Linked DNA regions of Gossypium hirsutum: region 1 is linked to region 2. A link is a contact called in public Hi-C data. All regions are on one chromosome and are shown on one strand. Each heading gives the region's core, a stretch centred on a gene start, on an enhancer-like site or on the middle of the called end of the contact. The rest is flanking DNA. Distances are from core to core; before and after follow the strand shown. Region 1 has its middle 8.3 kb from the start of LOC107953202. Region 2 holds the start of LOC107917412 (cysteine-tryptophan domain-containing zinc finger protein 3).

Region 1 (6,568 bases), core at 139-2,638, 150 kb after region 2:
GCACGAAGTGATGATCAATCTCCATATGTTTCACCCTTGCATGATGCATAGGGTTGGCTGACAGAGACACTGTGGATGTGTTATCGCACCAGACTGTGGGTGCATGGTCCATGCAAATCCCTATCTCATCCAGTATTTGTCGAACCCATAACAACTCAGAGACACAGTTTGCAAGACTCCTATATTCAGCCTCTGTAGATGATCGGGACACAACAGGCTGCTTTTTGGAGCACCAAGCTATTGGAGTTGTTCCAAGATAGATAACATAGCCTGTGGTAGAGCGACGATCTTCAATAGAAGAGGCCCAATCAGCATCTGAGTAGCAAACTGGCTTGAACAATCCTTTGGAAAGAAATAACCCATGATCAACAGTTCCATGTTAAAATATACAAAGAACTATATCTGATGAATACTCTTTTTTACTTACTTATCATTAAGCTCAGCACATGTATTTATACAGTATTGATAGGGAGTAACTTCTTCAACTAACTAACTGTTTACTCAACAACTAACTACTTTATTAACAGCTGGCTTAACTACTAATTTCCTTTCTATTACTCTAACACTATCTACACCATTTTCACCAAAGAAAAAAACCCTGTTCTCATTGTCCATTTTCGCACCCAATTTTTCCTTCTTCAGTACCATAAAAATTTTTTCATACTCATTTATTTAACTTAGTAAACGGACATAAACGAACGCTATATGAATGGTTCATGAACAGTTCAAACAATTTGTTCATTTAAACTCCTAAATATTTCAGAACCACTATAATTAAACTAGAATATTTCTTCGCGTATGCTACAGTTTAAAATAATTAAATAAAATTATTATGATATTAACATAGAAATTAAATTTGTGATTATTGTTCATAATAGAATATAAAGTCATAACTTATAATCATAACATCATGGAGAAATATATTTTAATTTAAAAAAGAGTATAAAATTTATATATTATCTCTTGAATAATTTAAATGATGATGCTAATGTTTATATATTAAAATTAATATATTTAAAGAAACAAATTACTTATTAAGTTATTGCATTTATTCTAGGTGATTAAATTTTAAATTTAATTTATCTATTTTATAAAATTATTAGATAATTTTAGCAACTTAGAGTAACTTGACTTGAGCGGGAATAAGGTGGAGAAGTTCGTGCGCATAAAGATTAAAGGTATATGTTTTAATTAAATAATAAAAAATATTTAAAAATAAAAAATCCTATTGAGGGTCAATATTTTATTATTAAAGAAATCCATTGATTATCGGACAGAAAACCTTTTAAAGATTTCAAGAGTCGATCCCCCCGACAATAGTGATATAGCAATAATTTGAAGCAGTCAAGAAACCTGTAGTAAGGGCATAGCAAGAGGGCTGGAGGCTTGACCCCAAAATCAAGAGACAGCCCCATAATGGCCACTTGTGTTGAGTGGTCTGCTTTTCTCCTTTGGGATGCTTGAATTTTCCACATTCAAAACCCACTTGGCAAACTGTTGCTACGAATGTCATTGAATTTTCCACAAGGAATTTGTCCCATATGTATTGAATTTTTTTTTATATCCCATACGTCGTTTTATAATACAATATACTTTTTAGTAAATTAGTTCTTTATAGCAATTTGTTTCAAATTTTAGCACAATTAATTCTATTTTTAAATGAATAAAAATAATAAATTTAGTTAAGATATTATTTTAATAAAATGTTTAAATTTTATATAAAATATATTAATCATATTATATAAGTTTAAAGGTGTAAAAAGTCCTTGAACTTAAAAAGAAAAAAAGAGCAATTAAACTTTATTTTTACACTCAATTAGATACTTGAACTATTAAAACTCAATAAAATGATCCATTGACTGATGTTGACTGTTAATTTTTAACGGTCAAGATGATGTGGCAGTTAAATTTGACATTTTTATTTCGTTTTTGTCAACTAAAACGCCACTTCAGATGTCACGTATAATGTTGATGACATCAACATTTTTTCTTGATACAATGATATCTTTATAAGTGAGGGAAAAATCTTCTATTTATAGTTTTGCTCTCTTAAATTCAACTATACATTTTAATTTTCATCGATGATCGAAATCAAAATCAAGCCACAATTGAAATTTTTAAAAATTTACACAATTTCCTAATATTACAAAATCAAATCTTCTCAAATGTTTTTTTATATTTATCATTATATAAGTTTTTTAATTGTTTTCTGAACCACCAGAATTTTATGTGGATGAGATTTTCCACATTTTCCACGAATAAGTTAGTAATCATCTGATAGAGTAACAATTTGCAGCAGTTGAGAAAGGGTATAGGGAAAGGGCTGGAGGGTTGACGCAAAAGTCAAGAGGCATCTCTATAACTATCACTTGTGTTTGAGTGGTCTGCTTTTCTTGTCACCATTGTTACGAATGCCATTGAATTTTCCACAAGGAATTTATCCCATATATATTAAAAATATATGTGTTTTATTTTTCAATTCAATTATTATTGTTTATTTTATGCTTCAATTCAGTTTATTATATATAAATTTTAATGTCAGTAATTTATTTTTATGTAAATATTAACATGTTTGTTTATTCACGTCATGTTGATTCTATTTTTTTAATTCTTTTTCATATTTTGGTTACTGAATGATGGGTATAAAATATTATAAATAAAATTAAATTCTTTTCTATTTAACTCCAAAGCCAAATCTAAAGTTTTTTTTTTCTACAATGAAAGTATTATAAATCTCTAAACTTAAAAATATTTTAAAAACCTTTGGTTGAAAGAAAATCTTTATAAATTTTAAAACCAAAACACAGAACTTTAGATTTCCAAACGTTTCACAAAAACATTATAGTTGTTGAGTAATATTTTTCTTGTGTTTTATTGATGGGAGCCTTCGGGTATTTATACATGTTATTACAGCTCATGATATGACCTCCACTGCTTTATCTTGACTCCATTGTTCCTAGTATTGACATTCTTTACGAACTCCAGCATGCTGGACACGTGTCTGGGTTGCCTGTGGAGAGTGTGGTCCTTTTTGCGAACCCATAGGGCATATGCGAACTGAGATCGTTGCCTTTCCTTGGTTCGTGCAAGTTGGATTCGTGAGCTGGGTCCGCGACCTCGCCTTGCTATCCTCTTGTGGTTCCTTTCACGCTCAATCGTTTAGTGGAGCCTATCTGGGTTACGGGAAAGTGACCCGGATCCTATCAATGGCTCAAGTTAGTGATATCTAGTATATAACAATAGTCCCCCTAGTGGGTTTAAGGAGGGTTACAAAGTGGTGCTTCTTAGATCCATCACATCAAGTTCACATGAAGTTTCTTATGTACGCTGCGAGCTGTGATGCATAGTGATTGTCTTGTCACGTGCGTGAGTGAGTTTCATGTGCATGTATATGATCGTTGAAAGTTGAACCGTTTCCATCTACTCGTATCTGGGTCGTTGATCTACCTTTGTCATATGAACCGTCTAAAAGTGGGGGGAAAAGACTTCTTTAAAAGGGGGTTTCCTAAAACCCTAGAACTCACGCTATTAGTATCTTCATAATTGGAATCGATTGAAGTTCTTCTTCAAGGTAAATCTCAAGAATCCCTCACTTTAGGTTTTAAATTTCTTCCATCCTTCTTTTTTTCTTTATGCCAAAAACATGTTGAGGATGAGAGGGGGCCCATGGCCAAATAGTTCCGCACTATCCACCGCGGGAACATCTTTCTAAAGCTCTTGTTTAGGCCAATTTTGTCCATTTCACTACAAAGCATGAAGAAATGCTTCGAGCTCTACATGCGCGAGGAATCAAAATTCTCAATTTTGCCTACGAATTCTCCATCCCTAAAGGTTCGCACCGATTCAGCGATACCAGCAATGGTAGTTTTCTACTTCATTTCCACGCATTGGAGGCTAGGTTTCATTTGCATTTGAACCCCTTCTTTTGCCATCTACTTGATGATTACCAAATTGCCCTTGGTCAACTTTGTGAGATTTCATGATGGATTGCAATGGCCTACATTATTGATTATTGTTATTGCAACAAAGCACCACAACTTGCAATATTCCAAAATTGTACCTATTAAAGGCTCAAATTCTAGTGAATTCAGTAGGTTTTTATTATTTCTCTCCATTGTGGGAAAGGCCCAAGTATAATTACGAACTGATGCCCAAACCTTCAGTTGAACTGGAGTAAGTACATCAGGGTAAATTACAAGTTTGTCGATGGGTTTGGGTTTCCTACAGAGTGGTCTACCCTTAATAGAGATATGTGTTCTTTCCAGCGAACTGTTAGGACGGTTGGAGGTGAGGCCTAGCTGAGAAGGCTTAACGTTAGTAATTCCTTAATTATTGAGGACGCTATAATTGTAAGGAGCATATTCTTATATTGTTTGAAAGGTCGCAACCCTAATGGGTAAAGACAGGGTGATACAAAAGAAGTTGTTGAGGCATTAGGTGTGGTTTCTAGGAGGCAATCATGGTTACATGTGCTCTACGGTGATAACGATCATTTGGGCTAAATTTTAATAGGGTTGAGGGAAGAGCCTAGAAATTTCTATTACACTTATTGTGGGATAAACACTCATCCTTGGACAATATCGGGCTTACCATAGATGAAAAGTAATTCCCCCGTTAATCTGCTACATACTCCTACTGATGTTAGGGTTGTTGATGATGCAGACATAATTTACAGTTTGGAGAGTGACTTTAAGAAAATGATCAGTATCTCATCAGAAATTAACGAGGCTATCGAAGCTACTTAGGTGATGAATCTACGAGCTACTTTGAGGGACTAACACAAGAGGCGTAGAACTGGTATGAGCGCCATTAACGTGGTTATTACCAGTGAAGAGGATATAGATAGTGGTTGGTTAGAGCGTTATCGCAAAAATAGCTGCAAAATTTCTGTATGCTACGCAACCTCTGGTTTCTTGTTCCTCTCCTCGTCCTTTATATCCAAATTATTTAAATCCAAGACTTGATTTGCTAATACTGCTCCTCGCAAACTCTGTCTTTTAGTGACGGGTTCTCATGCCTGATTAATAAATAACATTTGACACTACCTTATAGTTTGCTGATCTGAGCTTAAAAATCTGACCCCAATCTTTGTCGAAAACATGATTTTCATGCAAAACATTGTGACCACCATCTTTTCCATCCTCATCACCGGTCGTCCAAAGATAGCATTGTACGCCATTAAATGGTCTATCACATAGAATTTAACATACTCCATAGTTGTGTGCTAGCCATCTCTTAACATTGGTAAGGTGATTGAGCCTTTGACCTTAACTGGGTGGTTCACAAAGTTATATAACGGATTAACCTTAGACAACACATATTTTTTCAATCTCATCTTTTGGTATGCATCCTAAGACAACACCCCAAATGCATTTCTACTGTTTATGAATATCCTTTTGACCTCAAAACCTGCAATTATTGTCGAAACAACCATTGGATCATTACCCTCTTCGTTATAAACTAATTCTCCATTGTCACTATTAAATCCCACACTCTATTTTTCCTACTGGAGTGATCTCTTGGAGCGCTATTTGACATCACGCTTCTCATATGTACCCTCTTTTTTACGTTGAAACCTACCTAGTCTTTATCCGTGCCTACAATCACGTGGATGGTATGCTTAACTTTCTGTTAACCCTTAGGGTTGCTACGCGAACCTTGACCCTATTAGAGACTGCTTTGGTTCACAAATTTTGAGAGTTCATCATTTCGTACTACCTCATCTATGGCACCCTTCAACGTGAAACAATAATTAATTTTGTGCCCAATGTCATCGTGGAAGGCACATCTATCCCTAGAATTCAATCTTCTTGCAATGCTCCTCATCGAGGGTGGCTTGGGTAGGATACCAAGGCTCTTGACTTGGCTAAGAATGAAAGTGCAGGTGGCATTCAACAGGGTGTAAGCTTCAAGTCCGCTATCAAGAAAGTACCTCCTGGTGTACTCTAGTTAAGAACCTTGGGGGGCCTTGAGAGGGTTACCATGAGCTTAATTTTTGTACAACTTATCATTTCTCACTTGTAATAATTGGTCAGGAGGGCCCTATCTACTTCAAGATCCTTCTATTTTCCTTGATTGTCTGTTCTCCATTTGAAAGGTTTCACGGTATGCCCTCTTGATTTCTTTCTCCTTCACGAACTTGTAGGTTCACTCGTATAAGTTAGCCAAACTTTGCGGTCTGTTATAGGTAAATGAGTATTGTACATGATTAATTAGCGTCGTTGAAAAGGCCTTGCACTTCGCTACATTTGATGTCTCTATCACATTCATATAGTCATTGTATTGCACCAAATGGGATTGCGGATCCCTTCTTTCTTTGAACATATCTATTGGGACTTTGAAGTCACGTGATAAGTTTACTATTACGATCTCAAGGACCAATAGATTGTTTGAGTAGAACCAATCGATGTTCTGATATTTAGGGTGTAGCACCCTTACACCCCTTTGTAACTCTTCTATCTCATTTTGCCATTCTTTCACCTGTATGCCTAGGACTTCATTCTGCATGTTTACGTTGTCTTGGAAGCCAAAGTTATCAGAATGCATTTTTATTTTTAACTCATCGTTT
Region 2 (6,382 bases), core at 1,896-4,395:
CAAGCTCATGAGCATGAGTAGATGTTAAGCTGACCTCTTGCTTAATTGAATCATTCGCATATGATGCCTTTAAAGCATGGAAGGTTCCAAAATTTGTAGGATGACGACCATCCTATATAACAAAACAAACAAAGTGCTCACTTTAACTTGGACTTCTCAAATCAACCAACATCCTGCAAAAGATTCCTCCCTTATACAAATTGAACCATACTTTCAAGTGAGGAAAAGAGAAATAAAGAAACTTTTACCTCCAATTGTATCGTGTTAGGAAATCTAGGTGCATTGCAATTCTGAAATTTCGGTGAACTCGTCGGATGAGACCGGCCAGGAGAACGTTGATAAGTAGGTAAGAATGATCCATACCCACCAAATTTTGCCCCTGTACAAATGCCAAGAATCAAAATCCGGAATTCATCAATTACAAACTATGAATTCCAACATATTGACTCTTGACATAAAGAACAACGGTTCTCTTTTTCTTCCAGCTTACCCAGGTTTTCTGCAGATACTCCACCTTCAAAATCCTTTTGAAAATGTCCAAGAATATGTTGAATTTTCTCGTCCTTAAAAAACATTACAGGAGCCACACATCACTAAAAAGATCATAAACACATGGAGAGAAACTAAGAACAAACATCAGAAAAGTTATAAGAGAGAGGCCTATATACATATAATCCTACACCATTACACTAGCTCTTAGAAGCTAATCCTCTAAAAGCATTTATACTACAATGAGATCTACAAGCTAACTAATGAGCTTGAATCTTACTCTCCTAACTTCCAGTTAAGAAATTCCCATAATTTACCATAATAAAACATCACCAACCTTACATTGAAGCGAACATTCAAGAAATGCCACTTGAATTTTACTCTGCTAACCTATGTTGCTCAGACTCGTCAATTGCCTTAAAGCTTAAGACACTTGATTCACCATAAAAGGGTACGAGAGAAAGATACAGGTGTGAGGAGTCGTTTTACATTTACTTTAATATAATATATACATTTACACAAATATAATTTGCATGAATTATTTGTTTGATTTTGATAGTTAATTTCAATTTAGGTGAATATTATAATGGATGAAGACCATATTGATATGTTGTCTATTTTTTTAGGTATGATTGTTGTAAGGGAAAACTGGTTAGACTAATATTCTTGTTTGAGCCATTTATTTTTAATTGAGCCTTAGCCTTAATCTTAATGATTAAAGAATTGGACACATATCCCGCACCCTTGTCCATGTTGTAGGTGCGGATGGTCATAGGAGCCAGGGGGGCCAAATTTTTTTGAAAATTTTAATTAGGCCCCAAAAATATTTAAAAGTTCTAATTAAGCCTTCCAAAAGTTCTAAAAATTTTAACTAGACCCCTTCAGTTTTTTTTTTTGTAAATTCTCATTAAGCCTCTAAAATTTTGAAAGTTTTAATTATGCTCGTCAAAATTTTTGAAAATTCTCAATTAATCCCCCAAAACTTAGTGGCAAGATCTGCCAGTGCCATGTGGTGTCATGCCAACACATGTGTGACTCCCATTTTGGTGAGTCTGAGTTATAGAGCTGCTAACTTCCAATTACGAATGTTAATTTCAAAATTACCATAATTAAGCATCACCAACCTTACATGGAAAAAAGTTACAATCAATTCCTTCCCCATTAAACATGTGTCCAACTCACATCCAACAATTCAAAAACCCTAAAACCATTCATGCACCACTACCAAAAACAAAAATAATTATTTATGATCATGCTAGACACATTGCACAAAAAAATTATCTTCCCTTAATTAGATGCTTGATTATGATTATCATCTAAAAGAATTAATAAGACAAGGAGACTATATAAGGTAACTAATGCACATGAATCTTACTCTCTAACTTCCAATTACAAAATCCCCAAGGTTATATTCAACATTACCACAATAAAACATCACCAACCTTACATCAAAACAAAAGTGAAAAGAATGTCACTTGAATCTCACTTAGCTAACTTCCAATTATGAATGTTACATTCAAGATTACCATAATTATACAAGGAAGCAAAGTTATGAGCATTGAACCCAGTGTTTGCTCCTGCAAAAGGTGTGTGAGTTGTAACAAAAAATATATATATGTGCATTGCCTTCTCCGGTAAACATGTGTCTAACTCGCATCTAACAACTCGAAAACCATAAAATTATGAATACACCACTACATACACACTAAACAAAACCCTTCATTTATGACCACGTTACACATGTAGTAGAAAACAATTCTATTCACCTAATTAAACCTCTTAAAAGCTAAATTCTTTAGATACGTACATCATAAACCACACAAAACTAGCAATATTGGAATAAAAAATTAAAAGCCAATCATAAGTTATAAAGAAAGTAACACAAACGGTAAAAACATTTAAACTGAAATTATAATACAAATGAAGAAATAAAAACGAGTCAAAACAATATAAATGAACATAGAATTTTTTTTTTTTTAAATGAAAGCCAGCTTTTTGCAGATCAGAGGAAATAAGAAGCACCAAGTTTGCTTACAATGTAAGAGAGAGAAGATAGATCATTCTTGGGGCCGAATGTGTCATCATAAGCATCGTCATTGTCATTATTTGAACAGGCCTCTCCTTCTTCAAGCTCAGTCTCTTCCATTTCTCTTGCACCAAAACCTAATCCTAGCCCCTTCCTCGTATCGTTACACCCTAACGAAATCATTCAAAAAAAAGAGAGAACATTTTTTTTAAGAAAAAAGGAGAGTAAATCTGACCTGAATTATCAAATTCTCAAACGTAGTTTTCTATTATTCGAATCCCACGAGTCTTTTTCCCTACCATTTTGAACAACTCCCTAAAACCCACCATGAGGAAAGGGGCTCTTCTACCCTAATTTCCATAAAAAATAAAAACAAAAAACTCGATCACAAATTCAAACACCTAATCAAAATTTTAGAATGGTTCAATTTCCGAAAAGAATAATAAAGCGATTTAAACTCAAGGATCTCCTCGAATTTTATTGTTTCGTAGGGAAATTTTTTGGTTCTTTTTTTTCGATGCGATCTCTTTTAGCTGGAATCAATTAGCACGTAAGAAAATGAGAGAGAGAAAGAGAAACTCTCTCTGGTTTTGGTGTCAAAGAAGCCGCCTTTTATTTGCTTGTTTATTTATTTTTATTTCTCTTCTCTCCTTCTTCGTCGTTTTTTGTTTTGATCATTTCTAAGTATTTTTACTTTTCAAGTTGTATATTTTAGGTTTTTTATTTGAATATTAAAAAAAATATTGTGGTGGTTGATCTTGAAATCCGATTAAATTGGTTAATTGGATTAAAAACGGATCAATATAATTATTTAAACAAAAAAATTTGAACCAACTATTTAAAAGTTGTAAAAAGAAAATCTAAATCATTGCTTCAATTTTTAAAACATTAAATATATTTGTAAGTTATTAATTATTTGCAATTAACATAAGTTAGCCTTTCTTTGGATTAGGTTTTCTCTGTTAATCTAAATTTAGACGATTTGGAAGACGACCCTATTTCAGGATAAGAGGAGATTGACGAAGGAGACGATGACTTCAGGCTCTGCTTAGTAGGCAAGGTGCTAACTAGAGGTGCTCATTGGCCGGGCCGGGTTCGGGTCGAGCCCATAAAAATATTCGGCCCGGGTCCTAGTCCTGGGCCTGGCCCGGCTTGAAATATGAGCCTGAAATTTTATCCAGGCCCGGCCCGGGAAAAAATCATAAGCTCAGGCCCGGCCCGACCCGGCCTATTTTTTTAATAAATACTAAAAATTTATTTTAAAAATTAAAAAAAATTATTTTAAAAAGTATTTTAAAAATATTTTAAAATTTAAAAAAAATTTAAAAATAAATATATTTATTATATCGAGCCGGGCCCGGGCCAAAAAAGTGGTGCCCGAGGCCCAGCCTGTTTTCTAAACGGGCCTCATTTTTTTGCCCAAGCCCATATTTCGGGCCTATATTTTTATTCAAACCCTCTCATATTTCGAGCGGGCCGTCGGGCCGGGCCGGGCCGCCCGGCCCATGAGCACCTCTAGTGCTAACAGATAGTTCAATCCACTTCCCATCCTTAAGAAATGTTCTGTCTGAATTGTGGCATCCTATTGAAAAGGTTACCATATCAGAGATTGAGGAAAAACATATTCTATTTCGATTCTACAATAAAGTTTATTTAAAAAGGTTGATCAATGGTATTCATTTGTTCTTTAATCGACACCTAATAATATTTCATAAATTAATGAGAGGGGAGGATCCGTTACTTGTTCCCCTTACATTACACAACTTTTTTGTGCAAATACATGATTTACCATTGGGTTCAATGTCGGAAGGCATGGCAAGACAATTGGGCAACTTTATTGGGGAACTTTTGGATTATGATACAAAGATTCTAATAAAGGGTTTACGGAAGATCATGCACATCAAAGTATGTTTGGATGTCCGAAGCCCCTTAAAAAGAAAGAAACGAATAGTGTATGGCAAAGATAAGTCAACTTACGCTACTTTTCAATATGAAAAGACTTTCTCTATTTTGTTTTCTGTGTGGCCATCTAGGGCACGACGAAAGTTGCTGTCCTCTCCGTATTTCGTTGAGATCTCAATAAGTTGAATTTGGTTGGGATATTTCTTTAAAAGCGGCACCAAGGAGGGAATCGAAAACTGTAAGTAAGTGGCATCGAAAGGAACCAAAAGAGGTGATCAAGAGCGACATGGATGATGGGTGTCGAATCCACCAACATAAACCTACGCCTTAGTTTGCAAATTATGCAGTATAGAGAGTAGGGCCGATCCCTCAGAGACTGGTTTATTGTAAACTGTTGCTCGCTTGACCAGATTTATGTCGGGGCAGCTGTCGTGCCCAAGACGTTTGGGGGAGGATAAAATCGAAAACTTGGAACCTGAAATAAATAAATAAAATGCGTAAAAAGTAAAAGTTGAAGACAAAATAATAAAAATAGTTAAATAAAATATGTAAGAGAATTAATTTAAATAAGCTCAGCCTTAGGCACGATTTTCCCTCGTCTTTGAACCGATCCTCGAAATTAAATGAACTCCTCTTCTCCAATAAGCTAGTTATAGCTACCAAGGATGCCTCGGACACCAACTCTTCCTTGTGTAAATTAGTTATGGAACGTCTAATAACTAACTCTTACCGATCGAACAACCATGAAACATTCGTGATTTAGAACTCCGGCAGTTTTGCGTTCTAGAAGAGCCTAGCTCGAACCAATGCCCTCAACTGCGTGGGACATTTAAATTCGGTTACTACTTCCCTTGACGGAACCAAACAGCAATCTCCCCTTGGCACGCCAATGTGTTCACAGAAAACCGATTAGAAACGTTCTTTTCGGAATTCCAACTGTACGTCTAATCACACTAAATCAAACGACGTCTTTTTTGACTTAGTGTTGATCTGACTTTATGAGCTGACAAAATCATACTCTTAATCCGGAGAAGTAATAAGTACTGGAATTTTAGGAGTTAAATGGCTCGGGTTCGTAACTCACGGGTTTTGACGAGGCTAATTTCGGCCTAAAGCTGAAAATGGGTTTAGTTGGCTAAGGTTTGGGACATGTTGATATTTGATAAATTAATTAAGGTAAATGGGTGAAAATGTGGGTGATGTGATTGAGTATGGGGGTTGGAATATATTAAAGTGGGGTGGTTAACTATTTGGAAAAAAAATTGAAACAGGAATTGCAAATGGCTTGATTTGGCGATTAGCTACTGGAAATTAAAAATTAAAGGAAATGAAACTAAAGAAACAACAATGCTACGTGAGCAAAGAGAGAATGTATTGAAAGACAATAACTTAATATTTTTGATTGATTGATGAATAAATGAACAATACATACTCTATTTATACTAGAGGATTTACTAAATTAGGAGCCAACTAGTCATAGGAAATTAAGAAAAAATATCCCATAATAAAATAAATCTCAAAATAATCTCCCCCACTAAGTCAACAAAATTTTCAGCTAATTAATATTGGAAAAATTCTACTTTGGCCCTCCTTCTTTGCTTCTTTCTTTAATTTGGCCCAATTGTTTCCTTTTTCTTCTATTTAGCCCCAAATTGCATTCCTGCACAAAATTCAATAAATATGGCAAAATTAGTGGTGTATTCTTATAAATTAACCAATTTAGTTACATAAAATATGTAACTTTAGCATTTAATCAATGGACATGGAAGAAATTCGTAAAATGAATTAGATGTGATCTCAAGGAGAGGAGGAATTTCATAATGTGAGAGGAAAAGGCATGGAAAATGAATTAAGCAGAAGATTTTATAGGACTTATCAAGTTAATGAATCTGCAAATCGAAGGTGTGAAAACGAGGCAAAGCATAATATGATAATAGAAGCAAATGAGGTACTTAAAGAAACGCC

The links. A called contact is a pair of places that touch in the nucleus more often than the background predicts.
Region 1: a Hi-C map of leaf shows a contact between it and region 2, with 2.7 times the contacts expected there. The contact joins the enhancer-like site here to the promoter of LOC107917412 in region 2. A contact is called at or near these places in 13 of 34 Hi-C or Micro-C datasets (anther, callus, fibers and 2 more).

The regions. Positions count from the first base shown.
Region 1 is chrD08:5,459,488-5,466,055 of Gossypium_hirsutum_v2.1, forward strand. No RefSeq gene overlaps it. Among protein-coding and RNA genes, the nearest start is that of LOC107953202, 8.3 kb to the left of the region's middle. Within about 2 kb of position 1,389, at least 5 of the 9 cell types and tissues checked have an H3K27ac peak or open chromatin away from gene starts, as enhancers often do. A contact at or near this core is called in hypocotyl and leaf, where this site is marked.
Region 2 is chrD08:5,308,064-5,314,445 of Gossypium_hirsutum_v2.1, forward strand. LOC107917412 (cysteine-tryptophan domain-containing zinc finger protein 3) reads right to left here and starts at 3,146. Exons shown (of 14, transcript XM_016846767.2): 1 at 2,525-3,146; 2 at 491-563; 3 at 249-379; 4 at 1-112. The coding sequence starts at 2,698.